Linked DNA regions of Macaca mulatta: region 2 is linked to region 1. The links are chromatin contacts, called in public Hi-C maps. All regions are on one chromosome and are shown on one strand. The core of a region is the stretch at or near the end of the contact, and the rest is flanking DNA. Distances in the headings are between cores, read along the strand shown.

Region 1 (6,021 bases), core at 219-2,718:
TTGAGAGGTGGAAGAGGAAGGATCGCTTGAACTCAGGAGTTCAAGAGCAGCCTAGGCAACATAGCAAGACCCTGTCTCTACAAAAAGTACCCAAAAATAGCCAGGTGTGACGGCATGTGTATGTAGTCTCAGCAACTCGGGAGGCTGAAGCCAGGGGATCGCTTGGGCCCAGCAGGTTGAGGCTGCAGTGAGCTGAGATCATGCCACTGTACTACAGCCTGGGTGACCAAGGGAGACCCTCTTTCAGGAAAAAAACAAAGACAAAAGCAAAACACATCAAAAAAACTAAACTAACTGCGGACCTGGAGTTTTTGCTTTTTTTTTTTTTTTTTGACAGAGTTTTGCTCTTGTCACTCCAGCTAGAGTGTAATGGTATGATCTCGGCTCACTGAAACCTTTGCCTCCCGGGTTCAAGCAATTCTCCTGCCTCAGTTTCCTGAGTAGCTGGGATTACAGGCACCTTCCATCACACCCAGCTAATTTTTGTATTTTTAGTGGAAACAGGGTTTCACCATTTTGGCCACGCTGGTCTCGAACTCCTGACCTCAGGTGATCCACCCACCTTAGCCTCTCAAAGTGCTGAGATTACAGGCATGAGCCACCACACCCTGGCCAACCTAGAGATTTTTTTTTTTTTGGAGTCTTTATTGCCCAAGCTGGGGTGCAGTGGTGAGATCTGGGCTCACTGCAACCTCTGCCTCCTGGGTTCAAGTGATTCTCCTGCCTCAGCCTCCTGAGTAGCTGGGATTGTAGGTGCGCACCACCATGCCCGGCTAATTTTTTGTATTTTTAATAGAGATGGGGGTTTCACCATGCTGGTCAGGTTGGTCTCTCGAACTCCCGACCAAGTGATCCGCCCGCCTCGGACTCCCAAACTGCTGGGATTACAGGGGTGAGCCACCACGCCCGGCCGGTTCAAATGCATGCTCTTAAACTGTTGTCTCCCGAGAGACACATGCAACATGTTTTAAGCAAAGCACTGGCTTGGTGTGGTGGTGGCTCATGCCTGTAATCTTGGTGATTTGGGAGGCTGAGGGTCGCTTGAACTGAGTTCGAGATCAACCTAGGCAATATATCTAGACCCGTCTCTATTTAAAAAAAAAAATTGAAGAAATCACTGAATGAGGAATGGAAAGACATTTTCTAGCTCCCCAGGACAGTTTTTCAAAATTTAAAACTACTATTCCCAGCATGCCCTTCTCTCTGGGGTTGGGGGGGGGGGGGTGCCTAAGAGAACTACATTTCCCCGAATGCAACGCCTGCACCGCTGGTTCTTCATCATCTTGGGAACTGTAGTCCTCTGTAAAGATGTTTGTCCACAAATCCCAGCATGCACTTGGGATCTGACTCGTTTAGTAGGAAAAGGACTGGCTGTGACTCTTCACCCATCTTCACCCAGGCTGGCCCCATTGGTGAAACTACAACTCCCAGGGGTCTGTGCGCGAGAGGGAAGGCGGGTTTTTCTACCGGAAGTCCGCTCTAGCTCTGGGCCCTACAACTGCACCCTGAGCCGGAGCTGCCCAGTCGCCGCGGGACCGGGGCCGCTGGGGTCCGGACGGGGGTCGCCATGGTAACGGGGGCGCGCTACGCCTGGGACTGGCGGAGGGGGGTCCACGCGTAAATAGCCGAGGCTCGATTGGGCGCTGACAAGCCCCTTCTCTGCTGCGGATGGTCTGGGTCGGGCGCGGGCTCCGGGGATTGGGGCCAGGGCCGGGAAGGAGGGCACAGGGCGGTGATTCTAAGCGCGGGGGTTACCAGGGGTCTCGCGGCGACAGGCATTGGGGTGGTGTTCCAAGGGGAAAGGGCCGTGCAGGTGGGAGACATTGTAGATAGTTGGAAGCTTTGAAACGGGAGGAAACTCGTGAGACACAGTCTTGGGGGTAGCGAGAAGGCATTGGAGGTGGGGAGGGGGCGTCCCAAAGAGGAAGGCGCTCTGGAAGTGTGGCGGGAGCGCTGGGACAAGAACGCGAGACCTTGGAAAAGGGGAGGGAGGTTTTCTTGGTGGGAGGAGTCTCTAGAGACAAGGATCTGATTGCAGGTGGAGAGGGGATGTTGAAACAGGGGCAGGAGACTGCCTATGAGAGAGGGATCATCTCAAGGAGAAGAGACCTGGCACAGGAAACCAAAAGGAGGCAACTGTAGGGAATGAGACTTAAGCGTCTGGGAGAGCTCTGTAAAAGGAGAGAGGGCCTGGAGATAAGATAGACACTCGGAATGAATGGGGAGCAATTGAATAGCAATTGAATAGGTCTTTCCAAAAAGAGAGATCTTGTGGGGTGGGGAGTAGGCTTGAAAGTGTGAGATCTGGGGAGGAATCTTTGTTGGGGCAAAGACTGAACATTGGATTTAGGAGTGCCCCTATCCCCCAGGTTGGGGCTTTGGATCTAGGAAAGGGTTCCTCGGGCTGGAAGTTGGGAAAGAAAACGAATGGGAAAGGGTGTCAGAGTCGGGGCGGAGTCTCCTCCAGGAACAGGGTCCTTGGAGGCAAAATGTGACCTTTTGAAGAAGGGAGGAAACCTGGGAGTGGAACAAGGGATGTCACCAATAAAAAGCCCATTGAGGCCCCAAGGAGGGGAACTAAGACCGAGAAAGTGGAGGTCAAAAGGGAACAACTCCAGATGAGGGGGATTGGAGACAGGGAAGGTTGGGGGGCATCTAGGGGGGACGGTAGAGGCGTGAGGATGCAGGGATTCAGGACGGAGGGGACTTGAGATTCCGATTGGGAAGAAAACAGGGAGAGGTATACGAGGGAATTTGGGAGCAAGAGGCAGAGCGTTTTGTCAACTCTGTGGGTTTGCTTCTAGTTCTCCTAACTCTGTGCATATGTCTCGGGCTTGGCTCCCAGGCTGTGGCTGCCTGGTGTAGGTCCCCCAATGTCCCTTCCTGCCCGGGACCCCTCCCCTGCTAGGAAGTGGTTTTCCCTGGCTCAGCAGAAGGAGTTCTTGGAAGGAGAGTGTAACATCCTGTTGCAGTCCAGTTTGGTTGGTTGGGGGAGGGAGGATAGAGTGTGTGGAGAATGAGGCTTAGGAAAGAGAGTGGACTCTTTCCTAAGAGAAGACTCTCAGGCTGGGGTGGTGACTCATGCCTGTAATCTCAGCACTTTGGGAGGCTGAGGCAGGCTGGTCACATGAGGTCAGGAGTTCGAGACCAGCCTGGTCAACATGGTAAGACCCCCCTCTCTACTAAAAATACAAAAATTAGCCAGGCGTGGTGGTGGACGCCTGTAATCCCAGCTACTTGGGAGCCTGAGGCAGGAGGATCGCTTGAACCCGGGAGGCAGAGGCTGCAGTAAGCCGAGACTGTGCCACTGGCCTAGGTGACAGAGTGAGATTCTGTCTCAAAAAAAAAAAAAAGAAAAGAAAAGAGAAAAGGCCGGGCACAGTGGCTCATGCCTGTAATCCCAGCATTTTGGGAGGCTGAGGCGGGCAGATCACAAAGTCAGGAGTTCGAGACCAGCCTGACCAACATAGTGAAACCCCATCTCTACTAAAAATACAAAAATTAGCCGGGCATGGTGGCATGCGCCTGTAATCCCAGGTACTTAGGAGGCTGAGGCAGGAGAATCGCTTGAACCTGGGAGGCAGAGGTTGCAGTGAGCTGAGACAGTGTCATTGCAGTCTAGCCTAGGCGACAGAGTGAGACTCTGTCTCAAAAAAAAAAAAAAAAAGATAGTGGTGATTTTTACACAACTGTGAATATATACTAAGAGAATATACCAAAACCCATTTTAACTGTCTACATTTTAAGTGGATGGATTTTATAGTGTGTGAATTACATTTCAATTTTATAAAAAGTTAGTAAGCAAAGAGAAAAAAAGAAGTGGCAGAGCTGAGACTTAGCCCAAAGGAGTCTGAACCTCAAACATTTGAGTATCTACCACCTCCTAGCCACTGGACTAAGTTTATAAACTTTTTTTTAACCTTTAAAAAAACCCTGGTTGGCTGGGCATGGTGGCCCATGCCTATAACCCCACACTTTGGGAGGCAGAGGCGGGTGGATCACCTGAGGTCAGGAGTTCGAGACTAGCCTGGCCAACATGGTGAAACCCCGTCTCTACCAAAAATACAAAAATTAGCCAGGTGTCGTGGCAGGTGCCGGTAATCCCAGCTACTCAGGACACTGAGGCAGGAGAATTGTTTCAACCCAGGAGGTGGAGGTTACAGTGAGCCAAGATTGCACCATTGCACTCCAGCCTGGGTGACAGACGAAACACTAAACATTTAAAAATAACAAAAAACAATAATGAAAAACCACCCTGGCGAGATGAATCTTCTTGGGAGACTTGTTTTGCTGGTGAGGAAACTGAGGCCTAGAGAGGCAGACAAGGCTGGGCACGGTGGCTCGTGCCTGTAATCCTAGCACTTTGGGAGGCTGACGTGGGAGAATTGCTTGAGCCCAGGAGTTTAAGACCAGCCAGGGCAACATAGCAAGACTCTGTCTCTACAAAAAAAAAGAGAGAGAGACGGCCGGGCGCGGTGGCTCAAGCCTGTAATCCCAGCACTTTGGGAGGCCGAGATGGGTGGATCACGAGGTCAGGAGATCGAGACCATCCTGGCGAACACAGTGAAACCCCGTCTCTACTAAAAAATACAAAAAACTAGCCGGGCGAGATGGCGGGCGCCTGTATTCCCAGCTACTCGGGAGGCTGAGGCAGGAGAATGGCGTAAACCCGGGAGGCGGAGCTTGCAGTGAGCTGAGATCCGGCCACTGCACTCCAGCCCGGGCGACAGAGCGAGACTCCGTCTCAAAAAAAAAAAAAAAAAAAAAAAAAAAAAGAGAGAGAGACAAGAGGTGGTGGAGCCTGGGACTCGGAGCTGACTCCTGAGTTGACTTGTGGAAGGGAAGTCACTTCACAGGGGTGCTGGAGGGACCAGGGATAGAGCATGTGGCCAGGCTGGCCTGGCTTGGGTCTGGGGAGCAGCCGAGACTCCTGGAAGTCAGACAGCAGGGAGGCCCTGAGCCCTATCTCTCCTCTGGGTGGATGGGTGGGGTCGTTGGGCAGCGCCCAACCCGCCCTCCCTGCCTCTCTCACTTCCTCCTTCTCCTGCTCTCCCCAGATCCGCTTTATCCTCATCCAGAACCGGGCAGGCAAGACGCGCCTGGCCAAGTGGTACATGCAGTTTGATGATGATGAGAAACAGAAGCTGATTGAGGAGGTGCACGCCGTGGTCACCGTCCGAGACGCCAAACACACCAACTTTGTGGAGGTGATGCCTGTTTCATGCCTCCTGCACCCCGCTGCTTCCTCATGCCCTACTTCCCCACTCCCTGCCCAGCCTCTAGTTGCAAGAACCCCCTTGGACCCTCTATCCATCCTATATTCATTCACTCAACCTGCTTTGAGCTTGCTTGCTTCTTCCCTTCCTTTGTACTCTTCATTGTGAAAAATCATAAACATATAGATTAGTACAATGAAAGAAAAGTGTATTGGAGATTCATATACCTACTACCCAAATTTAATCAGTATTAATATTTTGCCTTTTTGTTTTGCACTATTATTATTAATTTTTTTTACCTAAGATTAAAAAAGAATTTTTTTTTTTTTTTGCCAAATAATTTTTTTTTTGCTGGTGCCTTTTTCAGACTTCCTATAGAATGTTCAAACACAGAAAAGTAGAGAGAATAGGCCAGGTGCAGTGGCTCATGCCTGTAATCCCAGCACTTTGGGAAGCTGAGGTGGGAGGATCGCTTGAGCCCAGGTGTTCAAGACCAGCCTGGGCAATGTAGCAAAACCTCATCTTTATTTTTTATTTCATGTTATTTTATTAATTAACTAATTTTTTTTTGAGACAGAGTCTCACACTGTTGTCCAGGCTGGAATGCAGTGGTGTGATCTCAGCTCACTGCAACCTCCGCCTCCCAGGTTCAAGCAATTCTCCTGCCTACTTCCAAGTAGCTGGGATTACAGGCACCCACCACCACGCCCGGCTAATTTTGTATTTTTAGTAGAGACGGGGTTTCACCATATTGGCCAGGCTGGTCTCGAACTCCTGACCTCGTGATCCACCCTCCTCGGCCTCC
Region 2 (6,054 bases), core at 1,615-4,114, 210 kb before region 1:
TAATCGAAAAAGGTTGCTTTATGAGGAGGTTAAGTTTAAAAGTAGAAGGCAAACAATTGCACATACTGACATATTAATTCTTTGAAGATAAATTTAGAATATTTTAAATATTAATAATATATTAATATTAATGTCAGTTTAATATTAATATAATATTAATATTAATTTCAATTTAATATTGATTAGCCAGGTGTGGTGGCACACGCCTGTAATCCCAGCTACTTGGGAGGCTGAGGCAGGAGAATTGCTTGAGCCCAGGAGATGGAGGCTGCAGTGAGCCGAGATCGTGCCACTGCACTCCAGCCTGGCCAACAGAGTGAGTGAGACTCTGTCTCAAAAAAAAAAAATTGCCTTTTCATTCAGTCTGATGAATTAATTTCCTTTCCCAGCCAATGCACTAAAATTATACAGCTCTGATGAGTGGAGGAATACCAGGGTTCTTGGTCCTCATGCCGATTTAGATAAAATGACATGGACACAGGTGGAGTGGTTTTAAGGAGCAGAGAATGTATAGGCAAGAAGGGGCAAGAAGGAAGGGTGAAGGAAGAGTCTCCCCTGTACAGAGTTAGAGGGAGGAGGAATCCAAAGCCGAGAGTGGGAACCCATACGAATTACTTTTCACTGGACCCTACATTTGGAACCATATTCAAAATAGATTTTTTTTCTTTTTTTTCTTTTCTTTTCTTTTTTTTTTTTTTTTGAGACAGGGTCTCACTTTTTCACCCATGCTGGAGTGCAGTGGTGCAATCTTGGCTCACTGCAGCCTCGCTCTCCTGGGTTCAAGTGATTCTCCTGCCTCAGTTCCCCAGGTAGCTGGGACTACAGGCATGCGCCACAATGCCCAGCAATTTTTTTTTTTTTTTTTTGAGACGGAGTCTCTGTGGCCCAGGCTGGAGTTCAGTGGCGCTATCTTGGCTCACTGCAAGCTCCACCTCCCGGGTTCACGCCATTCTCCTGCCTCAGCCTCCCGAGTAGCTGGGACTACAGGTGCCTGCCACCACGCCCGGCTAATTTTTTTTGTATTTTAGTAGAGACGGGGTTTCACCATGTTAGCCAGCATGGTCTTGATCTCCTGACCTCGTGATCTACCCGTCTCGGCCTCCCAAAGTGCTGGGATTACAGGTGTGAGCCACCGCGCCCGGCCTTTCTTTGGTATTTTTTACAGAGATGGGGTTTCACCATGTTGCCCATGCTGGTCTCGAACTTCTGAGCTCCAGCGATCCACCTGCCTCAACTTCTCAAACAGCTAGGATAATAGGTGTGAGCTACCATGCCTGGCCTGATATTTATTTAACTTTTTAGCAATGATAATAATAATAATAATAATAATTTTTTGAGATGGAGTCTCGCCCTGTCGCCGAGGCTGGGGTGCAATGGCGTGATCTTGGCTCACTGCAACCGGGTTCAAGTGATTCTCCTGCCTCAGCCTCCCGAGTAGCTGGGATTACAGGTACACGCCACCATGCCCGGCTAATTTTTTGTATCTTTAGTAGAGATGGGGTTTCACCATGTTGGCCAGGCTGGTCTCGAATTCCTGACCTCAGGTGACCCACCCACCTTGGCCTCACTTTAGGCGTGAGCCACTATGCCAGGCCATAATTTTTGTATTTGTAGTAGAGACAGGGTTTCACCAGGCTGGTCTCAAACTCCTGACCTCAAATGATCTGCCTGCCTCAGCCTCCCAAAATGTGTTGAGATTACAGGCGTGAGCCACTGCGCCTGGCCTGGCCTGATACTTAGAATTAAAAAAAAAAAAAAAGCCATAAAAAATCAATGCTTTGGGTTAATGATCACAATATATTGTTATGTGAAGAAAAATTAATGGTCAGGTGGCATCTTATTTTATATCTGCATAGAAAAAACACTGGACAGGAATACAAGATGGTAGTAGTAATCACTCATTGGTGGAATTACTGTTGAGGTTTACTCTCCTTTCTGAGATCTTCAAGATTTTGCAAAGATTCTCCATTAAGTGCCCCACGTTTTGTTTTGTTTTCTGGCCATTGGAATTGACGTAATTAATACAAACTACAGGCCGGGTGCGGTGGCTCACGCCTGTAACCCCAGTGCTTTGGGAGGCTGAAGCGGTCAGATCATGAGGTCAGGAGTTTGAGACCAGCCTGACCAACATGGTGAAACCCCGTCTTTACTAAAAATACAAAAATTAGCCGGGCGTGATGGCAGGTGCCTCTAATCCCAGCTATGCGGGAGGCTGAGGCCGGAGAATTGCTTGAACCCGAGAGGCGGAGGTTGCAGTGAGCCGAGATCACGCCACTGCACTGCAGCCTGGGCGACAGAGCAAGACTCAGTCTCCGAAGAAAAAAAAAGAAGAAAAGAAAAGAGAAAAGAAGAGGGAGGAAAGGAAGGAAGGAAGGAGGGAAGGAAGGAGAAAAAGAAAGAAGAAAGAGAAGGAAGGAAGGAAGGAAGGAAGGAGGGAAGGAAGGAGAGAAAGAAGAAAGAGAAGGAAGGAAAGAGAAAGAAAGAAGGAAGGAAGGAAAGAAATAGAGAGAGAGAAAGGAAAAGAAAAGAACTACAATAGGTGTTCAGCGTGTACTCCGTTAAAAAAAAAAAAATAGAATAAAAACTACAAGTTCCAGCAGACATCTCGCCTACGACTTCTGTAGATCGTCTTTCCCCGAACGCAATGATCGCTGGGATTCGTAGTCCAGTGACAAAATCAAGGAGGGACGCGCACTACCGGCCTAGATGACAGAGGAGGGAATCACTACCATTCCGACCAATGGACAGTTCACGCCGAAACTGAGTGGCGAGCGCATAGCCAATGGGTAAGCCATTCAGCCTGAGTGACATGGGTTGCAACCTACAGGAGGCCCGTGGGGCGGTACGGCGCGCGGCGCCCGTAGTGCGAACCATGGGAGGCGGCTGGTGGTGGGCTCGGGCCGCTCGCCTCGCCCGTCTCCGCTTCCGGAGGTCGCTACTGCCGCCTCAGCGGCCCCGGAGCGGGGGCGCCCGGGGGTCCTTCGCCCCCGGCCACGGTCCCCGCGCCGGGGCTTCGCCGCCCCCAGTGTCCGAGCTGGACCGTGCGGACGCCTGGCTCCTCCGAAAGGCGCACGAGACAGGTCGGTGGCTGGAGGTGGGGGCGGCGTGGATGGGACGGGGGTCCCGGGCGCGCGTGGAACCTCGATGGGGCGGAGGCTTCTGCAGGAAACGGGGCCCGGGCTCGGCTCCGAGAAGGGCTTCAGTGTGAGCGCACGGAAGCGCAGAGTGCAAGAGCGCAGGTGCCCGCAGAGAGGATGGGCTTTCGGGGAGGACGAGGACCCCGCGTAACGGGGCGCCGTAGGGATTGGAGGGGGTGGTAGGGTTGCGCGAGGCAGCCTCGTAGAATCGCGCCTGTCGTGTGAAGAGGGGCTTCCAGGGAAAGCTTAGAGTCTGTGGAGTTGGGTACTAGAGGGGTCCGTCCCGATTACAGAGGCCACCACTGTGCAGAGAGCGGGAGTGTGGATCCCCGCAGACGAGGGGGAAGTTCAGGATTGGAGGAGGGGACAACCAATAGGGAAAAAGCTCTCTGCTGATTGGAGGGGGAGGTGATCTAGGCTGCAGGGGGCGGGGCTTGTGACGGAGGCGAGGTCCAGAATGTAGCGGAGTGGCCATCTATTTTTTTTTTTAATTTAATTTAATTTAATTTAATTTAATTAATTTATTTTTTTGAGACGGAGTCTCGCTCTGTCATCGGGGCTGGAGTGCAGTGGCCGGATCTCAGCTCACTGCAAGCTCCGCCTCCCGGGTTTACGCCATTCTCCTGCCTCAGCCTCTCAAGTAGCTGTGACTACAGGCGCCCGCCACCTCGCCCGGCTAGTTTTTTGTATTTTTTAGTAGAGACGGGGTTTCACCGTGTTAGCCAGGATGGTCTCGATCTCCTAACCTCGTGATCCGCCCGTCTCGGCCTCCCAAAGTGCTGGGATTACAGGCTTGAGCCACCGCGCCCGGCCAATTTTATTTTTTTAATGACAATGTTTTGCTCTGTCACCCAGGCTTGAGTGCAGTGGCACAATTTTAGCCCACTGCAGCCTTCAACTCCTGGACTCAAGTCATCCTCTTGCCTCAGCCTCCTGCTTAGCTGGCGCTACAGGCATACACCACCGTGCCCAACTATTTTAATTTATGCAGAGACGGGGTCTCGCTTTGTTGCCCAGGCTGGTCTGAACTCTTGGGCTCATACAATCTTGCCTTGGCTTCCCAAAGTGCTGGGATTACAGGCGTGAGCCACCTCACTGGGCCAGTACTGGGTATCTAGATATAGGGTGTGGTGGGCTGTTTGTAAGGGACTTGAATGGGGACGGACGTGGATGGGATTGGCGCAGGCCATACTCGGTAGGAGATGGCGGCATTTGAAGGAAAGGAAGGGCGAGGCTGAAGTGCGGCCTGGGTTAGGAAAGTTTGCCCCAGAGTTCTGAGAAAGAAGTAAGTAGGCAGGCCGTGGGGATATACATAGAGGGAGGGGGTTGGTCAGGATGGCTCTTCAGATTGGAGGTTCTGCAATTTTGCCCCTGGATTGTCCTCCACATTCTGCAGGGACTATCTTGAATCCTTTATTTATTTTTTTGAGACGGAGTCTCGCTCTGTCACCCAGGCTGGAGTGCTGTGGCAAGATCTTGGCTCACTACAAACTCCACCTCCTGGATTCAAGTGATTCTCCTCCCTCAGCTTCCCGAATAGCTGGGACTACAGGCACGTGCCACCACACCCTGCTAATTTTAGTATTTTTAGTAGAGACGGGGTTTGACTATGTTGGCCAGGCTAGTCTCAAACTCCTGACCTCGTGATCTACCTGCCTTGGCCTCCCAAAGTGCTGGAACTACAGGCGTGAGCCACCGCACCCAGCCCTTGAATCCTTAGTGTTACAGAGTTTGGGGGAGAGGGGCACTGAGGTGGAGGCCAGAGAGCATGTGGGGGGATGTGGTTAGGTGAGGGACTTCCAGGAAGAGGTGAGGATTTGGGGTGGGCTTGCCTTGTGGCTGCATGGGGTGGAGTGAGCTGAAGGGGGAGCCCCTTCAGTTTTACAGGGCAAGGGAGATTGAGGAGGTAGGGTTGGGGGTGATGTTAATCCCCCCATGTCTCCCTCCCTCCAGCCTTTCTCTCCTGGTTCCGAAATGGCCTCCTGGCATCGGGCATCGGAGTCATCTCCTTCATGCAGAGTGACATGGGTCGCGAAGCAGCATATGGTGAGTACAGATCCCCACTCTCACCTCCACCAGGGAACCAGGGAATCCAGAGCCCCTACCACCTGTCCTGGTGAGGGTAGACTTTCCCATCCCATCCCACTCCCAGTAGTAAGCACAGAACCCCCATTCTTCCCCCACCAGGAAGACACCCCTCCCATGGGCCCATCTGAATGGGTGGCCCAGGACATGGCTATGGTCCCCTCCCCTCCGATCTGATTCTCAAAGATGCAGTCCAGCCCCTGGCACGGCCCTGCCTCTGTTCCTGTCTCCTCAACCCTGGCTTTGCTCCCAGACCATTCCCCACACCCCCGATACCTTTTCGTCCCCCGACCTTGGCCCTGTCGCTACCCTGCCTCTCCCGCAGGCTTCTTCCTGCTGGGCGGCCTGTGCGTGGTGTGGGGCAGTGCCTCGTACGCGGTGGGCCTGGCGGCGCTGCGAGGGCCCATGCAGCTGACGCTGGGGGGCGCGGCCGTGGGCGTGGGCACCGTGCTTGCCGCCAGCCTGCTCTGGGCGTGCGCAGTGGGCCTCTACATGGGGCAGCTGGAGCTGGACGTGGAGCTGGTGCCCGAGGACGACGGGACGGCCTCCACAGAAGGCCCTGATGAGGCGGGTCGGCCGCCACCCGAGTGAGCGACACGGCTGTGGGGCCTGGCAGGCGCTGGACGACAGCGCCCGAGGACTGGGACATTAAAACCTGACCTCCCCTCCTCCAGATGCAGAGTGCTGGTTCGTGTTCCTTGGGGAAGGGCGGCGAGGAGCGGACTAACTGGAGAGGCGGGAGGGCGGGTGGTGGGAGAGGGAGGAGAGGACCTGGGGGGAGACCGAAATGGACAAAGGAGCTCACAGCCCGGAGCCCAAACCACTGCAGGGA

The links. Hi-C and Micro-C count contacts between places; a contact is called where the count stands out from the background.
Region 2: a contact with region 1 is called in a Hi-C map of CD4 T cells, with 6 times the contacts expected there. The contact joins the promoter of TMEM160 here to the promoter of AP2S1 in region 1. A contact is called at or near these places in 2 of 14 Hi-C or Micro-C datasets (CD4 T cells and liver).

The regions. Positions count from the first base shown.
Region 1 is chr19:59,316,140-59,322,160 of T2T-MMU8v2.0, reverse strand. It overlaps AP2S1 (adaptor related protein complex 2 subunit sigma 1), which reads left to right and starts at 1,468. Exons shown (of 5, transcript NM_001261143.2): 1 at 1,468-1,570; 2 at 5,058-5,207. The coding sequence starts at 1,568.
Region 2 is chr19:59,525,356-59,531,409 of T2T-MMU8v2.0, reverse strand. It overlaps TMEM160 (transmembrane protein 160), which reads left to right and starts at 2,864. Exons shown (of 3, transcript NM_001266299.2): 1 at 2,864-3,080; 2 at 5,091-5,183; 3 at 5,548-5,891. The coding sequence starts at 2,873. The coding sequence ends at 5,813. It overlaps NPAS1 (neuronal PAS domain protein 1), which reads right to left. Exons shown (of 13, transcript XM_077980601.1): 13 at 6,047-6,054.